2 separate regions of the Nomascus leucogenys genome follow, and region 1 is linked to region 2. The links are chromatin contacts, called in public Hi-C maps. All regions are on one chromosome and are shown on one strand. The core of a region is the stretch at or near the end of the contact, and the rest is flanking DNA. Distances in the headings are between cores, read along the strand shown.

Region 1 (5,437 bases), core at 2,307-4,806, 62 kb before region 2:
AAAAAAAAAAAAAAAAAAAAAAAAAATTTGGTGAATCTGATTGCAGGCTATCTGGAAATTCTTTGTATTCTACTTAAAATTTTGAAATGTTCTGTTAGTCTGGAATTATTTTGAACTAAAAGTTAAAAAACAAAAGCCAGCAATGCATAGACGAGGACTACCTTATTCATCTTTATACTTCTTCTCTGATGTAGCAGGCCTTGGGGATTTTTGTGAAATGACAGCTAGATCTGGGACCAAATTTCCTCCTGCCTCACTGAAGGACTTGCCTATCTTCGTATGTTTGTGAGTCACATAGAAAGCAGGTGTGTTGGCTTGTCAGCCTTGGGCCTCCTGCTGCTGTTTGCGCCTGGCCTAAAGGTGTGTCACCTGCACCTGCAGTCCAGCATGTGGCGTATGGTGGCAGGCTGCCAAGGGAGTGCTGGCACTGACTTCCTTTGCCAGGCATAGGGATACACTGATAGGCAGGAGAGGTAGAGGGCATTCAGATCACCGCTGAGATGACTGTCTAGGGTGACACTCATTCTTCCTTCACAGTCCCTGCTGTTGTCAGAGAATGGGGCTTTTAACAGTAGCTGTCTTACTTTTAATTTCAGGATGAAACCACGGAGAAACTGAGCGCTCATTATGCAAATTATGTGCATCACGCATGGCACTGGGGCATGATGTTATAATCCATTGAAGGGGAACAGGTGATATATGGTAGCAAGGGGCTTCCTGACTGCTTTGCATATCTCGGTTTCTTGGGTAGCATCCACTCAACATTGTTGACTTCTAGCAATACTACTCATACCTGGAGATGACAGCAGTGGTATTTTTCTTTTAAAATATATCAAGTGTGACAAACAAGCTAGGATCTGCACAGCATGAGGTTACCACTATGGCTGATTATATCTACATACGCATGATAAAATGTCTATATCTGCCAGCAGCCCTGTGATCAACAGTCAAATCATCAACCATCACAACTAGAAAATCTAAAAGAGAAAAGGTGGCCACAAGAATTTCCCAGACAGAAAAAGCCTGGCAGGGAGGCTCCCTGAGAGCTGTCACAGTCACACGGTGACCGTAGTCAGACTCCCTTCCTCCTGTGGCCCAACCCAGTGACCAGCCCAGGGCTGGCTCCTCCAGTGCGTTCCTGCCAATAGTGAGGCCAGACCCACCTTAGGTACTGAGCTGTGAAAGTCAGGTTCCCTTTGGCGAAAGCAGGTGACTCCCACTGTAGAAGGTTCTTGAAATTAACAGAATTCATTCTGACATTTTCGGGAGGTGGTACCATTCCCAATGCTATGAAAATAAGACAAAAACATTTACAACCTTTTTCCTCAAAATGGAAGCCCATGAGAAAGCCCACATCCAGTACTTGGTTCTCCTCTATGGCTCCATGTCTTCAAAGGCCACGTGGGTGAGGGAGGGAGACAGAGACGGGTTGGCTGTGCTGAGGAGGCTAGATTTTCTTTGAACAGCCATGAGGATAAATTTCTGGAGGGGCAGGAGTAAAGTGGGGACAGACAAAGGAGCCTTGGATTTGCGTGGTGGCAGAAAGGTATGAGGGGGTAGGGTGGGGTATGTGGATTTCAGATATATTTCCAGAGGTAAAAACAAACTGGAGACTTCCTGATACATTTGATGCATAAAAGCTGAGGTCAATGTCCATTTTGGGCTTAAGCAGCTGGTGCCCCGATTGGAGCTCAGCTGGGGAACTCACGAGTCCCATTTGAGCTGCATTAGGTTGGAGATGCTGGGGAGAGGCTGAAGTAGGAACGTCAGGGAGACAGCCAGATGAATGAGCCCAGAGGTCACACCAAGAACAGATGTGGGCTAGAGACAGAAATTATTTTCAAACCTTTTAATAGAAAATTCGAAACCTGGCCAGGCATGGTGGCTCGCGCCTGTAATCCCAGCTCTTTGGGAGGCCGAGGCAGATGAATCACCTGAGGTCAGGAGTTCGAGACCAGCCTGGCCAACATGGCGAAACCCCATCTCCAATAAAAATACAAAAATTAGCCAGGTGTAGTGGCACACACCTGTAATTCCAGCTACTTGGGAGGCTGAGGGAGGAAAATCGCTTGAACCCGGGAGGCGGAGGTGGCAGTGAGGCGCGATCAAGCCACTGCGCTCCAGCCTGGGCAAAGCAATAGAGCAAAACCCTGTCTCAAAAAAAAAAAAAAAAAAAAAAGAAAAGAAAAAGAAAAAAAAAAGGAAGAAGAAAGAAAGAAAAGAAAATTTGAAACCTACATGCAAGTAGAAAAGTAGAAGACTATAATAAACCACCACCCATCACCCAACTGGTACCAAGAGAGATATAAATGTGCGAGTCATGGGCCTATAGCCCGTGTTTAATGCCAGGGTTTGGCTGAAATCCCCCAAAGGAACAGTGCCAGGGAAGGAGAGAAGAGGCCTTGGGCATCACAATTAGCTACATAGAAACCTGACAGAGCAGGAGGGTCCCAAGCAGAGACAGCCTGACGAGTAGGCGGGAAACCGGAGGGGTATCCCGGAAGGCCAGGGAAGAGTTCATGAGAAAGGAAGGAGGTGACCATGGTGTTATTGGAACCTAGACAGTCAATTTAGAGGAGGTCAGAAAAGGTTTCAATGGATTTAGGTTTAGAAGCCATGGAGCTGGGGCGCTGGGGGGGCAGAATCCAGATTTCAGGCTGCTCAGGCCTGAACCGGAAGGAGGGGAGGTGCAGCGGGTGATGGGAGGCACATCTGTAGGGAGGGCTGGCACTGAGGGGGCAGACTTCGGGTTGGGGAGGGCTGTCAGGGCACTCGGGGGCTGGTGGGGGCCTCCACTTGAACTGATGGTCTCCAGAAGGGTCAGATGACAGCCACGGTGGGATCTTGGGTCTTTTGGGGAAGCTACTTTATTTAGACGCCCGCCAGCAGAGAGCTGCAGGAGGACAGGGAGTCAAAAGACGCCGGGAGTCTCCCCCTGAGTTTAGGGCCCAGACGGTCTGTAATCCGGGCGCGGACGGGGCTTTCTCCTGTTACAGAATCGACGGCAGCAGCAGCCTAGTTGCGTCTCAGCAGCCGGCCGTGGCGTTCGCATCTTTTGTCCCGAGGCCCCGATGCCTCTTAAGTCACTTGCAGGGCGCCCACGGATGGGATCGGGGTGGCATCTCGCGGGGCCTCCCGGTTCCCAAGCGCGCCCCCTCCCCGCGGACTCCTCACCTGACACCAGCAGGCAGCCACCCAGCCAGCTCCCGAGGCTCCGCGCCATGGACGGACGCTGGGGGTTCCGCGGCTTCCTCCAAGCACACGACCCCCGCCCGCGCCCGGGAGCGCTTGTCCGCGGTCGCTTCCGGGAACCAGCGGAGCGGGGCGTGGCGGGGTGGGGAGGGGCCGGGCGACCGGGCTCCTACCCCGCTGCAGGCCCCGCCCACCAGCCCGGGTCCGCCCGCGAGGCGCGGGGCACCGGCTTGGCAGATGCACACGAGGAAGAGGAAGGGATCCTCGCAAGCTTTGAAAGGCGCCGTCAAGTCAAATAAATGCCCTACACCACCAACCCAGGACTGAGAACTGGATGCTGGAATGACGGTGGTGGTGGTGGCTTTCAGTATTCCCCAGGTTTTGTCCGGAGCACCGGCACGCCCTCTCTTGAAGTCCGCTCTCCGCACAGGTGAGTTAAAAGCACTTCAGCAGCAAATCCAGTTTGAGGGTCTTCTTTACCCTTCTCCTCCCCAGGGATAAACAACACAAAACCAAGTTATCTTTATGCAAATAACTAGTTTCTTTCAGAGACTACTGAGAAAGCGTTAATTTCCTCTTTTTAACTTGATTAGTGGTTAGATGGGAAAATCCGGAGCTGTCCAATGTCTTGGGTAATGTACAGCATCGCCTGATGTCTGACGCTAGAACACCACGTAAAGTCAAGCAGAGGGAAGTGAATGCACCCTAGGCCCCTGCAGGCCACCAAGAAGAGCTAGAGGGAGTTGGTGCAATCCTAGAGATTGCACCAGATTGCCAGCAGGTGCACCAATCTGTGGCACACGTACACTCTCCAACGGAAAACAACTCAAGACCACACCAAGTTTGTATTAAAAAAGTACTGCTGTATTATTTTTTACCAATCTCCATTATACAGAATTTTAAAAAATACACACACACACACACACACACTCACAGCCATAGAGGTTATCCCAAAAGATCAACCCAGAATCTTTCAGAATATGACAGATGCATTGAGAAGGCAGATAAATTGATTCCATATACAAAAGGTCTCTCTCCTATGGAATTTCATTAGATTAAATAAGGTGTTTCCCCCCTCCTCACAGCCCTATCCTTTTGAGCAATCATATAAATAATCTATAGTCCTTGAGCTATAACTTGTATAATTTTTAGTTTTCCCCCTTTGAAGGGGCCTAAGAGAAAGGTTTGAGAAACCAGCCCTTGAGTGGGGGAGGGGTGAGGGGTAAGAGGGTCCTGTGCCTTTCATTCATCCTGGGGGCTTCTCAGGGTTGCAACATTTCCACCTGAGTGTTCATTCTTGTACATTTTCTCATCTTTCTCCTGGGTTCCTAGGATCTGGGAGATTACCTAGTCCAATCCTTTTATTTCAGAAACAAAAAACCTGAGGCTCTGAGAGGCTAAGTCAAATGCCTAGGGTCACACAGGGAAACTGTGGGAGTTGGATCCCTGAGTCCCAGTCCTTAAACTGGTTGCTACATGACATTCTAGAACCTCTCCCCACCAACCCCCTTTTTAAAGACAGGGTCTGGCTCTGTCACCCAGGCTGAAGTGCAGTGACGTGATCTTGGCTCACTGCAACCTCCGCTTCCTGGGTTCCAGCCATTCTCCCACCTCAGCCTCCCAAGTAGCTGGGACAACAGGCACATGCCACTACGCCCAGTTAATTTTTCTAATTTTGTTTGGTAGAGACAGATTTGCCATGTTGCCCAGGCTGGTCTCGAATTACTGGCCTCAAGCGATATGCCTGCTTAGGCCTCCCAAAGTGCTGGGGTTACAGGCAGGAACAATTGCTCGGGGTCAGACTTCCCTTCCCCCACCCACAACCCCCCAACCCGGCCTAGATTCACAGGAACTGTAATCACAGCTGACACACTCGATTCGGATTCGGAATCAGCACAGAGAGCACTCTGAAAATTGTCAAATAGGGTCTCTGAAACTTTTATGCCATACTTCTCCTGAAGATCTTGAAGCATCTTTGTATTTGCTTTTTTTTAACCTTAAAATATGGCACTCAGGTTTTATTCCTCTCCCCGATGCCATGTTTCCTTTCTGTATTAGTCACATGCATGATCCTAGAGTCTGTCTTCCCCACTTTAACTGGGGAGGGCTGGACAAGGTGGAATTCCAAGTGCAGGAGACAGGATGTGACATGGGTGAGGTGCCCAAGGCTCACTGACTGAAACTTCGATGGCTCTTCCCTGTTTCCTTGTGCAGGGCCCCCCCTTCTCTCCACTGCTCACCTGGC
Region 2 (5,113 bases), core at 1,494-3,993:
GAATGCAGTCAGTGTCCCCCACAGGGAGAGCTGTAGGAAACTCACAGAAGAATGCTGTAGGGAATCCTGCCAAAAGTACAATTCTGGAGAGCTCTAAACCACACTCTGGGGACTCGAATGATCTATGATGCTGGCAGGGAGCGAACTTGCACTTGAAATTTCAATAATTTCTCTGGGTGTGAGAGAAGAACCAAGTAAGGTTCCCAGGATCATTTTGTTGCTGTCCAGACCTCTTCCTGTTCATCCCTCGGGCAGGTGTAGCCAGGAAAAGTGAGGATGACATTTGTTTGCAAACAATATTTACTGAACCCCTCGAATTCAGAGCCCAAATTGGATTATTTTGTTTCTGATTAACTGATTGGGGAGTGATGAAGGAATTTCCACTGGGTCTGGAAATTGGGAAGGAAAAAAGGTGAAGAAGTCAGCAAAAGAATAAGCATTCAGGGTTGGGCATGGTGGCTCACACCTGTAATCCCAACACTTTGGGAGGCTGAGGCAGGTGGATCACTTGAGGTCAGGAGTTTGAAACCAGCCTGGCCAACATGACGAAACCTTGTCTCTACTAAAAATACAAAAAATTAGCCCATGTGGTGGTGCATGCCTGTCCCAGCTACTCTGGAGGCTGAGGGAGGAGAATTGCTTGAACCCAGGAGGCAGAGGCTGCAGTGAGCTGAGATCGTGCTACTGCACTCCACCCTAAGCAATAAGAGTGAGACCCTGCCTCAAAAAAAAAAAAAAAAAAAAAAAGAAAGAAAGAAAGAAAAAGAAAAAAGAAAGAATAAGCATTCAGCAAAAATCAGCATTCAGTAAGAATGCCAAAGCTTTGGGGGGAGGCTTCGTGATGAATGACTCTGGAGTAGAGAGTGCCATGGTAGGAAAATGGGATTCCTGGCTAAAGGACTGAGATATGTGATTAGAAAGTTGGGCTTGAGCTACAGGTGTAGGTTGGGGTTAGTGGTAGAAGTCCAGTGGTGGGGTATGTTCACCCCCCGGAGGCATTGTGGAAAGTTGTGGGATCAAAGTTGGTTATCATGATGATGGGCAGGTGCTACTGGCACTTGGTGGGTAGAGGCCAGAGATGCTAAATATTCTGTAATTTCAGGATGGTCTCCCATGTTGAAAGTAGTTCTGAGCTCTTCAAGACTCTTGAATCCATGGTTAGATCCTTATGTAGGTAAAAAACAAAACATGTTTCTAATGAGTTGAGCTTAGAACCTAACTCTGTTTTACATTTTACCATACTTTCTGAATCGTGACCCCTCAAATTCATATGTTAAGGTCCTGGCACCTGATGTGATGGTATTTGAAGGTGGAACCTTTGGGAGGTGACTAAGTCATGATCATGAAGATGGAGCCCTCACGATGAGATTAGTGCCCTTATAAGAAGGGACAGGAGAGAATTCTCACTGTCCCTACGAGTAAGGACACAGCAAGAAGATGGCCATCTACAAGCCAGGAAGAGAGCCCTCACCAGTAACCAATTCTCAATCTTGCCCTCCAAGCCTCCAGAACTGTGAGAAAGAAATTTCTGTTGCTTAAGCCACCCATTCGATGGTATTTTATTATAGCAGCCATGCAGACTCAGATGGTAGGGTTTTAATATCACTGCATTTTCCAGAATTGTAACTGCTGTGTAAATTGAGAGAAGATTGTACTCTGTTTTGTTCAGAAGTTTACCATGAGTTCTTCTCCATTTTGGAAAATCACATACCAATAACACTCATGATGTCTGAGTCAATGATAGATCCCACCTGTACCAGACTGTGTGACAGCTGTGGCATTTGTGAGGAATCCAGATGACATAGGGAATTCAGCATGATCTGATTCACAAGTTAACAAGCTTTGTCTCTCTTTTGCTGTGTCGAGGAAAGATTTGGAGCAAGTAAGACTGGAAACTTGAGTGCAGCGAGGATGCTCTTGTAGCAGTTCAGATGTAATAGAGCCCTGGACGAGGAGGCAGTGGGGATGGATGAGAAATATTGAGGAAGAGGAGTACATAAAATTTGGTGCTAGATTGGCTGTGTGAAGTTTGGGTCATATAAGGAACTGAGGCAAACTCCCAGGATCCTGGATTAAGGCATCTGTTAAATGGTGGAACCATTTTCTAAGATGGTATGTGTGATGGTTAATTTCATGTGTTAATTTCGCTGGACCACAGTACCCAGTTGTTTGGTCAGGCACCAGCCTAGATGTTGCTGTGAAGGTATTTTAAAGATGTGAAAACATATACCATGAATAACGCAGATTATCCTCCATAATAGGGCCTGGCCTCATCAGATCAGCCTCAGGAGAAAAGACTGAAGTCCCTGAGCAAGAGGGAATTCTGTTTCTAGCTGCCTTCAGACTTAAGCTGCAACATCAACCTTCCCCTGGGTCTCCAGCCTGCTGGCCTGTCCTGCAAGTTTCAGACTTGCCAGCCCCCACAATCTTATGAGTCAACTCGTTAAAACCAATCAGTTTTCCTCTCTTTCTCCCTCTCTCCCCTTCTCTCTCCCTCTACACACATACCTCATTGGTTCTGTTTCTCTGGAGAACCCTAATATAGTATACAACAAGAAGCAGCATGCTGAGGGTGAAAGAAATGATGCATTCAACTGAAGGCACAGAGAGGTGGAATTGCTAAGGGCACTGCAGAGGTTTCCTGGAGGCAGCTGCTTCCGTATGTCCAGAGTGAAGACGATTTAGACTGCGAGAATGGATCTGGAGACCAGCAGTGTCTGGCATCAGTTGGTCCTGTGAGTGCAGATGAACTATTCCAGAGAGATTGGAGAACTGAAACTGAGGTTGTGAGGGCAGAGCTACAGGCAACAGCGAGCAGACGAGACAGAAAAGGAGCAGAGAGATTATAGAAAAGCCACCAGAGCGCCACCACAGCTACGACGACAAAGGATTCTGGGAGGAAGTGGCTGACAGAGTCCAAGGGCACTGAGATATCAGGAGGATTAAGTGCTGAACAAGTCGCTGGTGACTTGGTTGAGTGCGGGTTTTGCACAATGGGGAAGGGATGAGACAAGAATGTAGAGGACTTGTTTTCGACAAGTTTGCTAGGAAGGCAAGGAAGGGAGATATGTTGCAGCTGGAGGCAGATGTGGGGGAGGAGAGGGGTCCTGCTTCATTCTTTTTTTTTCTCCCCCAAATGGGAAAGTCTTGAGTGTGTTTATTTTTCTATTTTTATAATTAAAAGAAGGTTTTTTTGAATAGACACAGGGTCTCACTATGTTGCCCAGGCTGGATTCTAATTCCTGGGCTGAAGTGATCGTCCTGCCTCTGCCTCCCAAAGTGCACCATTGAGTGTTTTTAAATGCTGATGCAAAGAACTAGTGGTGCCTGGGCGGGCGGGGGGCGGGTGGAAACGGGAAACAGGAGTAAGAGGCTGACTGAGGTCTGAGGGGTGACAGTGCCATCTGATTATCCTTAGTATTTTCTGACTAGGCTTCTCCAAGAACAAATAATAATTTCGACTTACATTTTGGAAGTTTTCCAGGGAGAGAGGTTTGACCTGAGGAGACAAATCCCTTGGCGCTTCTTTGGTGCTATCTGGAAACCAAGCTGCCTTGCCGGTCCTGGAGGGAACACATTTTGTAATTCCGTAATATGTTCTTTCATTTCTCAAATCTTTTAAATCTTTTTTGTTTTCTTAATCTTTTTTTTTTTTTTTTTTTTTTAGACAGGATCTTGCTCTGTTGCCCAGGCTGGAATGCAGTGGTGCAACCACAGGTCACTGCAGCCTCAAACTCCCAGGCTTCAGTGATCCTCCCACTCAGCCTCCCCAGTAGCTGGGACTGCAGGTGCACCCCACCATGCCCAGCTAACTTTTTTGTATTTTTTGTAGAGACACAGTTTTGCCATGTTGCTCAGGCTGGTCTCAAACTCCTGGGCTCAAGTGATCCACCCCCGTTGGCCTCCCAGAGTGCTGGGATTACAGGTGTGAGCCATCGAGGCCGAACTTCTTCATTGTTAGACATCAGGTGCACAGAATAGGGAAAATCATAATCATTCATTCATGACATTCTCTTCTCATTGGTCCATATTTCTCCTGCTTTAGTTAGTTATTCATTAGTTATTTTAAATAGTATAATGGCATCTATGAACCCACAGACCCCTCCTCCTGCTTCCCTCAAATCTGGGCAATGAGTTCAGAATCCAGTTCCTCTCCTTCCTTTCTTATATTACTTTATATTTTCTATATGTGTTCCTTAAATGTACTTTAAAAATTTTAGTTGTTTTAAATTTACAGTCTTTTGGGTCTATATTTTCTATATATCAAACTGCCAAGCCTCATCCCTTTGTTGCAGGCGGTTATCATCCACTCTACCTGACTGTTGTGTAATATTTCACTGTGTGAATAGACCATTGTAGGACACAGAATTTGAAGATGACTGCCAAGATTCTGGGCCCTGGGGAACATACAGTGTTCAATCAAACTTGAATCTAGGTGCTACTGTGATGGGTTTTGCAGACATAATTAATGCCCTTCATCGGTGGACCTGAAGGAAGGGAGCTTAATCTAATCACATGAACACTTTAAACCTGGGTCTAGAGTCCAGAGACAGGCAAGTCAGACATCCAAAGTAGCAGTGAAAATCTCCTGCCAGCCTTGCAGAAGATAACTATCATGTCGTGGAAAGGACCGTGGGGCCAGCAACCTCTAGAAGCTGAGAATGGCTCCAGCTGACAGCTAGCAAGATGTTGGAGACTCACTCCTTCACCCTCTAGGAACTGAATTCTGCCAACAACCAGTGAGCTGCGAAGAGGGCCCCCACCTTCAGATGAGATTGCAGCCCTGCCAGCACCTTAATTTCAGCCTGGTGGGCCCCTGAGTAGAGAACCCAGCCATGACATGTCCAGACATCTGGCCTATAGAACTGAGATAATAAACGGGTGCTGTTGCAAGCCACTACGTTTGTCATTTGTTATGTAGCAATAGAAAATGAATACAACCATAGTTTATCCTTCTCCCTTTTCTTGATGAGCAGTTGAGTTGTTTCCAGTTTTTGGTTATTGAGAACTGTGGTGCCATGAACATTCTTGTATGTGTGCAAGCATTTTAGGTATAATTCTTAGAGTGAAATTGTTATATCATAAGATATGTGAATTTTTTTTTTTTTTTTTG

Evidence for each region. A called contact is a pair of places that touch in the nucleus more often than the background predicts.
Region 1: a contact with region 2 is called in a Hi-C map of a lymphoblastoid cell line, with 2.4 times the contacts expected there. The contact joins the promoter of IL10RB here to the enhancer-like site in region 2. A contact is called at or near these places in 2 of 4 Hi-C or Micro-C datasets (both in a lymphoblastoid cell line).

What each region holds. Positions count from the first base shown.
Region 1 is chr25:18,650,477-18,655,913 of Asia_NLE_v1, reverse strand. IL10RB (interleukin-10 receptor subunit beta) reads right to left here and starts at 3,556. Exons shown (of 7, transcript XM_003263868.4): 1 at 3,175-3,556; 2 at 1,164-1,287. The coding sequence starts at 3,223. IFNAR2 (interferon alpha/beta receptor 2) reads right to left here. Exons shown (of 8, transcript XM_030806097.1): 8 at 4,035-5,437.
Region 2 is chr25:18,588,396-18,593,508 of Asia_NLE_v1, reverse strand. No RefSeq gene overlaps it. Among named protein-coding and RNA genes, the nearest start is that of IFNAR2, 18 kb to the left of the region's middle. Within about 2 kb of position 2,743, the one cell type or tissue checked has an H3K27ac peak away from gene starts, as active enhancers do. A contact at or near this core is called in a lymphoblastoid cell line, where this site is marked.